2 separate regions of the Sus scrofa genome follow, and region 2 is linked to region 1. The links are chromatin contacts, called in public Hi-C maps. All regions are on one chromosome and are shown on one strand. The core of a region is the stretch at or near the end of the contact, and the rest is flanking DNA. Distances in the headings are between cores, read along the strand shown.

What was found. Hi-C and Micro-C count contacts between places; a contact is called where the count stands out from the background.
Region 2: a contact with region 1 is called in a Hi-C map of embryonic fibroblasts, with 2.1 times the contacts expected there. The contact joins the promoter of TRIM9 here to the promoter of PYGL in region 1. A contact is called at or near these places in 1 of 5 promoter capture datasets (liver), 9 of 47 Hi-C or Micro-C datasets (brain, embryonic fibroblasts, epiblast stem cells and 4 more) and 1 of 2 datasets of contacts at active chromatin or transcription factors (skeletal muscle).

What each region holds. Positions count from the first base shown.
Region 1 is chr1:180,701,394-180,705,613 of Sscrofa11.1, forward strand. PYGL (glycogen phosphorylase L) reads right to left here and starts at 2,731. Exons shown (of 21, transcript NM_001123172.1): 1 at 2,489-2,731. The coding sequence starts at 2,731.
Region 2 is chr1:180,828,536-180,832,969 of Sscrofa11.1, forward strand. It overlaps TRIM9 (E3 ubiquitin-protein ligase TRIM9), which reads right to left and starts at 2,020. Exons shown (of 13, transcript XM_013993398.2): 1 at 703-2,020. The coding sequence starts at 1,524.

The DNA of each region.
Region 1 (4,220 bases), core at 1,481-3,980:
CGCTTAGAAATCTACTTGATCGAGACCAGAGGCTAGGGCCTCAATTAGGCAGGGAAGGGAAAAAAGAGCAAAGTGGATAATTTCAAGGCAAACTGCAGAAATCAACAGAATTTGATTGATTCAGCAACTTGCTGAATGGGGAATATAGGAGGAAATCAAAGGTAAGACTGATACTTTGTATCTGGGTGACTGTCAGAGGGCAATACCATTGAAATCAGTAAAACAGCAGATAGGGCAGGGTTGGAAGGGATGATGATTTGAGTTGTTAAAAACGTTGAGTTGTTAAAAACGTTGAGTTCAAGGAAATAAGGGGAAATTTAGGTATATTCACTGAGCACTTACCAATGTAGGAATAGAGTCTGAAAAGGAATTCAGACTAGAAATCCAGATGTGGGATTCATCTGCAGTTACTAGAGAACAAAAGAGGTGGGAGAGAAGCTAGCACACACCTACTGACTCCCCTCTATGCCGAGGGCGGGGACCTTCTGTTACATGAGTGGCTGTCACAGAGTAGACACATTAATAACACGTATGGAATGGATCCTGTTCACCAGTATCACTATCAGAATACCTGGCTTATACCTGCACTCAAGTAGGAAAGGCCTGCCCAGTGCAGAAAAATGTCAAGAGAACAGGAAAACTAAAGTAACAGAGAAGTCCCTGGAGCAGAAACATAAGTGTGTTCTAGTGTCAGCACTAAATGATTTGGAAGTGGGTGTATGGTGGAGGTGGGGGTTTAGTTTCTAAAATATGGCTTATCATCTCACCCTCCAGTTTAAAAACTTACAAAATTATTTATTTATTTATTTCAAGGGCACACATGCATCTTATGGAAGTTCTAAGGCTAGGGGTCGAATCTGAGCTACAACTGCTGGCCTACACCACAGGCACAGCAACACAAGATCCAAGCTGTGACCTATACCACAATGCTGGATCTTTAACCCACTGAGCAACACCAAGGATAGAACCGGTATCCTCATGGATCCTAGTTAGGTTCGTTACCGCTGAGCCACAAAAAATAACTTTTGATGTAAGGTGCGGTCCCCTCCATCCAAATAAAAAATACAGTAAATATATGTATACATAAAGTGTTTTCTAAGGATGTCTTCTAGCAGTTGCTACCTTTGGGTAGAGGCCTCTGGGGTGAGGAAGTTACTTTCCATTTGAAAGCTTTGTTACAGCTGCAGTTTCTACTTTGAGAACTTTCTTTTGCTCAGAGGTTCTTTGAGCACTGGGAACATGAACTATTCTTTTTCATGCTTTAGATATTAAAAAAAAAAAAAGCCAATAAACGTTTACATATATTTCCGACTGCCTCTAGGATCTACCCCATCTTTCACGGTTTTCAATACACCTCCAACCAGCGTTTCCAGTTTCCTCTCCCAAGACTCACACCCACCCTCACTGCAGCTGCCAGCGCTGCTCTCTCACCCTGTCTCTGCACAACACAATCCCTCTGGTTGCCAAGTCCTCTTCAATTTTCCCCTTCCCAGATCGGCCAGGTAGAGTGTTCCTCCGTGATGAGGCAGCGTCCACTCCAGCCCCTGCGCAGTGGGTAGGGGTGGTCTGTGAACAGCCTGTTACAGCAAGTCTGTAGCCTGGCCCTGCACCTCCACCCCGCAGGACTCAAGTCAGTCCAGGAGGTAGTTCTTCTGTGGCGCAGCGGGATATGGCGTTGTCACTGCATTGGCTTGGTCGCTGCTGTGGTGCCACCGAATGAATCCCTGGCCTGGGAACTTTCACATGCCGAGTGAGGCGGTCAAACAAGCAAACAAACAAAACAAAAAACAACAACAAAAGGGCTGCCAAGTCCTCCACGCCCGACTCCCAGGAACTGGGGAAAGCAGGGGAGGGGTGGGGACAGAGCTCTGATGGGGGAGAACTCTATCCTCCCTCTCCACCACACCCAGGCAGTGCCTACAGCAGGCCACCTAGTCCTCAAAGCACCTTCCTCCAACTCTGGCCCACCTGCCCCCTCAGCTCCTACTGCCCTTTGACGATCTTTGCATTCGTCTCTCCTCCCTAAACATTGAGCTTCCCCGAGGCAAGGCATTAACCGCTTTGTTCAGGGCCTACTATCTGGGGCCTGTGCCTGGCACCCAGGAGACGCCAGCTACCTCTGGATTAAAACCTTAAGAGTAGATGCACCAAAAAAGTTAATGAATTTAAGCAGAGAGGCGAGGGAGGCCTAGCCATCTACTCGGGACGGTCCCTGGGGGCGGGCAGAGCTGTGGTTTGGGTGAGATGACGCTCGGGGTGGGGTGTTAGCGGAGTGCCGGATCTGTCCCCCGGGCTGCCCAGCCGCCGCCCAGACACTGCCCTGGACTTCCCGGGCAGCGAGAGCCGGGTTAGGAGAGGTCACAGCGAGGGCTCCTCCCAACGGCCCCGGACGCCGCCAGGACAGCCGGCTGCTGGAGTGCGCGGCCCCGGAAGGGTGCGACCGGTGCATGGGCGGCAAGGAAACCACCGCGCGGCGCCGGGCTCGTACCTTGGGGCACTTCTCATAGTAGTACTGCTGCGTGCGGATCCAGCGCCCCACCAGGTGGTCGCGCACTGTGTGCGCCAGCGCGAAGAAGTAGTCGCGAGGGGTGGCCACATTACGGTCCTTGACCAGTGTGAAATGCAGGTGTCGGTTGAAGCCCTTCTTCAGCTCGGCCACGTTCTCCACGCCCACGATGCCGCGGATGCTGATCTGCCGCCGCTTCTCCTGGTCTGTCAGGGGCTTGGCCATGGCGGCGGGCAGCGCAGCCAGCGGGACGCGCTTCCCAAGGCGCCGGGTGGCAGGACAGGGGCGGAGCCTCTTCGCGCCGCAGGCCGCTTTTGAGTCTCAGGAAAGTTTGGGGTCTGCCCCTCCGCACGGCGCCGCCCGGGTTCCAGCTCCCACGACTGTCCGGCGCAGCGGAGGGAGGGCCGGCCCCTCCCGGGGCTCTGGGCGGAGCTGGGCGGTAGCTGAGGTCTGAGGGCGAGCGTGCTCAGCCTTCCTGCCTGGCTGGTGGCCAGGAGGGGCTGAACCCTCTTGGCGGCAGAAGGTGGGACCTTGGGTGACGCACAAGAGTGCGAGGCTCCCTTCCGGATCTGTGGATTATGTGTCTGTTGGGGCGATGCGGGGGAGCGGGTGGATGGGACATTGGTTCTGTCTCCTCACTCTAAAGTCTTGGGTACTAGAAGTATGTCAGTGTGTGAAAGCGTGGTAAGCAGATAAGGTAGGGAGCCCCTGGAGAAAGAGAACCAGGCACGGCTTTCTTGAAATAAAAGAAGGCATTTTTGGCCTAAGCCCCTTTGTGATGTAAGCTGCTAAGCCCTTGCATAGGTCTCAGTAACTATGGATAGTAAGGAAAATAAGAGAATGCAGGAACAAATGAAAAGCGGTCAAGAAACAGGAGGTCAGCAATAAAACCGTCCAGTTCCAGATATATTGACAATCCCATACCCTTTATGTTCTGCAGGAACTAAGGCCCCCATCCAGGTGGGGGATGGCATGATGACGCTGACCCTCCAGACTTTACTCAACTAAAGCTTGGACTCTGTTTACATTTACCCCATTTCTTTCCTGAGTTCTCAGCCCAAGCCCCTTCCTGATATGCATGTACCCATAGCTTAAAAATTCCCCTATTTTGGAGTTCCCTTCATGGTGCAGCGGAAACAAATCCGACTAGGAACCATGAGGTTGTGGGTTTGATCCCTGGCCTTGCTCAGTGGGTTGAGGATCCAGCGTTGCCATGAGCCATGGTGTAGGTCGCAAACTCGGCTTGGATCCTGCCTTGCTGTGGCTGTGGCTGTGGCGTAGGCCTGCGGCTACAGCTCCGACTGGACACCTAGCTTGGGAACCTCCATATGCTGTGGGTGCGGCCCTAAAAAGACAAAAAAAAAAAAAAAAAAAAAAATTCCCCCATTTTGCCATTGGGAGAGATACTGCTTGGGAAAGATCCCTGGTATTCTGTTTACTTGTTTCCTTATCTGCATATTTGGCTTGGCTGTGTCTTTTGGCTGACACCCACCAAGAGGCAAACCCCATTCGGGTAACAACGTGTTGCTGGCAAACTTTTGTTTTACAGAGATTTATTTGCTATGTTGTTATTATTGCTGTTATTTCCCACCTGGAGTGGGTTCTACCACAAGCTTCAGCAGGGATGGGGGTGGGGGAGTGTCTGCACTCTTATTTCAGTTGTTGAATGTCCCTCTAAGTCCTTGGCGCCCCTCCCATCTTGGATCCTGGACCT
Region 2 (4,434 bases), core at 770-3,269, 130 kb after region 1:
CCAGATAGATTCCCTCTGCAAGGGTCAGGGCCGCAGCCTTCAGGCCGCGTTGTCATGGCGACTACAGGATTTTTTTTTTTTTCCTTCAACCCACTCCCCACTCATAAGCCTTCTGCGCGCAAAGCACCCTGACCCGCATCCTTTACAGACCGGACGCGGGGTCTCGGCCAGCGCCGACGTATCAGTATTCTGTTCGTGGCTCTTTTCCCCACCCCCACCGCGACTCCAGGCGTCAGCCTATCCAGGAGCTCCAGCTCCCAGTGGTCTGCCTGCTCAGCCGCCCCCATCTTCTCCCTGGGGGATCACGGCTGGAGCCCCACAACCACCTCTGCCCTGGAGCGTCCCTGGCAGCCCCAAGCATAGCCGCGGGTTGGCCCAGTTATGCATCGTTTTCCCGCACGCTGGTGGCGGCCTAGAGCTGCCGGTCAGCTCCGGGAGTGGGCGACCTGCACCCGGCTCGCAGGCAGCGCGCCCCGGGAGACCCGCTCTACGCACCCCCGAAACAAGTCTCTAGAGAGGTTCCACTCCCCTGTGCGCCGTGTAAGGTCCCTCTGCGCCTCCTGCAATGCGCAAGGCAGGGGAAGCAGGTATTTGAGGCACCTGCATTGCGCCCCCGCTGGTATGCACTGTGCGCCAAAGGACAGTGCGAAACCAGAAGATCAGAGGTGCGGGGAGTTAGGGATGGGTTTTCTTAGGACTCACCTTGTGCAGTTTCCACATGGCCCCCAATGCCTTGACTTCGTGGCTGGAGTGCTTGCCTTCCTCTAAGCACTGGTAGCACACGGGCATCTTGCACTGCACGCAGTACATGCTGTGGTTCTCCAGCTCGTGGTCTGTACAGGTGGAGACCTTTCGCGGGCTCAGCCGCCGGCTCACCCGGCCTTGGGCCGGGGGCACCAGGCGGTGCTTGGCTAGGGGCCCCCGGGGTGGGTGGCAGCGCAGGCGGCACGGATCACAGTAGAAGACATCGCACTGTTCGCACATGACGGTGGCCTCCTTGGGCGCCTTCTCGCAGAGCTGGCACTTAAGGGCCGCCGCTTTGCTCTGCTGGTAGCGGTCAATTACCCCTTCCAGGACGCGGTTCTTGGGAAAGCCGCGGAGTCCCCGGTCATCCAGGATGAGGCTGCGGTGGCACTGGGGGCAGGTGATACAGGAGTTGCGGGGCACCGGGGCCAAGGCCGGTGACAGGTGGGTGGCCGGTGGCGGCATAGCTGGGGGAAACACTCGAACGCCGTTGGGGGACTTCTGGCACGGGGTAGTGGGGGCGCTGGCGAAACCCCCGTAGGAGCCATAGCCGCTGTCCGCCTCGCTGTACAGGCTCATCTTGTCCAGGTCTAGATAGTCATAGTCGGAGACCCCGGAGCCCGAGGCCCGTCGGCTTTGAGGGGACTCCGACTCCGGGGTCTGCACCAGGATGTTGCGGGCGCACGCCTGACATATATTGTGAGAGCAGGGCAGTATGATGGGCTCCCGGTAGAAGGAGCCACACACGGGGCATTTTAATTCTTCTTCCATCTCTTCCATGGGGACTGGGCTGGGAGCGAAGCAGCGGCGGCTGCAACCGGCGCCTGAGCTGACGAGTGGCCGACGGGCCTGTCTTGTCCAGCACCTTGGCCAGCAGCGGCGGCTGTGGCAGTGGCGCCTTTCCGTGTCGCCTAGGCGCCGACTCCTGGTGAGGCGCTCTCTCTGTGAGCCACAGAACAGCAGCGGCGCGCGCCAACCTGGGGCCGCCCCCTCCTATCCTCCTAGTCCCGCCCCAGCTTATAAACAGCGGCCTATTGGACGGCGGGCGAGAGAGCAAAGTTCTCATTGGCCACAAGGCCCGTCCTTCTCTCTCCTCCGCAGGCCACAGGGGGTTTGGTGGAGGACTCTGAGGATGTGGGGAATCTTCGCTCCCGGCTTCAAGATCTCGGGAGGGGGCCGGCGCGCGGAGGCGAGGGGACCGGGAAAGAGGAATTAGGCGGGATGACTCATCCCTCGCCTCGCTTCCTTCCGACCTCCGGCGCAGTCACCCGAGAGCGGGGCGTGAGAAACCCCTCCCCGCAGCGAGGGGGCTGGCGGAGGGGCTGGTGCTTGCCGCTAGCGTCTGCGTTTGGTTTGTTTGGTTTGCAGCTCTGGTCTCCGCGCCGACCTCCCCTCGGTTGGCACTGCGCCTCGCAGGGGACCCTCCTTTTTCCGCTGCTGGCACCGCCTCACCCAGGCCTAGGTTTCTGTACTGCAGCCGGGCGTTTCTCCCCCTCAGGAATCCGAGAAAGCCCGCCCCTGGCGCTGCCGCATCCCGTAGTCTGACGGCGCCGGCCGCGAGCCCCTGAGGGAGTCTCTTCGCTTCTTTCACCCTGTTTTTTTGCTGTCTCAAAGGTGATTTATAATATCGACTACCTAATGTTGCCATGAGATTTAAACTAGGTCATGGGTGTAAAGGTTTGGTATATTAGTTAAAAGCTTTGCCCCCTTCATTTCACGCTTTCAATTCAGGCTCGGCCCTTGAGGCTGCTTACTGTTTGGTGTGAACGTTTCTAGGTCCCCTGCCCCCTCTCAGTTACAACCACTCCCCACCCCCCGCAGCGCCCAAATCTCAGGCAGTGCCTGGCTGAGCTTTCACAAGGCCAGCAGAACCTTTGGTTCAACTGAGGCAGAAATGGGTTGCCTGAGTGCCTATAGTTTAGAAAACTAGTTCTGGACACGAAACGTTGTGTCACTGTGAAGTCTCATGTGTCTCCAAATAGACTTATTCAATGTTATGTGGCCCGAGCATCTACCACAGCTTCCAGGATGATGGTTTCTTTCCATTTCTTCAGGGAAAGTGTGTGGCGATGATGGTGATGGGGGGGGGACTAGTTCTAGTGTTAGTCTTCATATACTAAGCATGCTTCTCCCTCTCCCCAAACATTGCTGCCCCTTGCCGGTGGAACTGATTGGGTTTTTTTGTTTCGTTTCGTTTTTGTAATGAGATGTATTTATTTTGGTTTTCAATCATTAAAGTATTTTTCTAGTTCTTGAAGATGTGTCTAATTTATCCAACAAACATACACAGTAATAACATAATGGCAACAAGAAAATTGCTTTCAGGAAGCCAGATTAGGAAAAGGGGGCCAGAATGAGAAATCAGAATTTAGAGTCCTCTAATTTTTTCTTTTAAAAAGTTTAAAGACTAGTACAATGAACACCCATATTGACACTCTTCACCTGGGTTCCACTAGTCGTTAAATATGTTATAAATACCATGTTTGCTTTATCACTAATATCTTCCTCAGGCTCAACAGATCCCAGTGTTGTCTGAGACTTTTTTTTTTAAGGGCTGCACACCCAGCACCTGGAAGTTCCCAGGCTAGGGATCAAATCCCAGCAGCACCTGCGACCTACACTACAGCTCAAGGCAACTCAGAATCCTTAACCCATTTGATCCTTAACCTCATGGATACTAGTCGGATTCATTTCCACTGCACCACAAAGGGAACTCCGGGGATCTTTTTGATCTTTTAAACAGCTTCATCACAATGTCCTGTCTGGACATTGCCCTGTGAAACTGTATAGCATATTATTCTCCTATCACCAGAGCTGTTGGTCTGGTATTCTCAAAGGTACTGCAGATCTGAGTGGGCTACCTGCTGTTACAACTTGGAAATGGGCCCTTTTATGGTCTAAGAAAATCACCAGAACTCAACATTAATTGAATTGGTCATTAACTTTTGTCAGATAGCCTGCAGAACTGTTGATTTGATGATGCGGGACAAAAAAAAAAAAAAAAAAAAAAAACAAAAAATCCACTCCCTCCCCCAAATTTTTAAGCGACATAGTGATACTCTGAGATAGTAACTTATTTGAAGGAGTACATGGCTGCCTTTTGCTAAACGATTCATGAAGTAAATGACAAAAATTCCTTTCAAGATCTAAGAAATCTTCCAATTTTCAGTCTTCCAAAAAAGAGATAACTTGATTATGTGCAGCTCATTGAAACGACTTTACTGCACAGAAAAAAAAAGCCAACAGCAACAAAAAATGCAGACTTTTTTAATCCTGCCCTTAGAGAAATAGTCCAATAAACTAGGTTATCTTTCCAACACCTTCTTCAGTTGCAATAAAAACAGCATGTGATCATTGTTTAGGGAAAAAAAGTTCTCATTGTTATTTAAAGTTATGCTAATCCCAAATGCTATGTGATTTATTTTTAACCTAGCTTTTAACTAGTTTTGAATATCCAAAGACATATAAGTACTGTTTACAGATACTGAACTTATTCATGTGAGTGGAACATTATCAATATCTACAGGATACATCTAATTTATAGATCTCAAGAGAATTTGCTAATAAAAGTAATTAATTTTAATAAATTGTTAGGAAGGAGTGTCAGTACCACTCATAATTTACAATCCTTTAAATGACTTTTATATGCATTTGGCCAGCTGTAGTAGCCTTGGGCCAGTGCTTTGGACA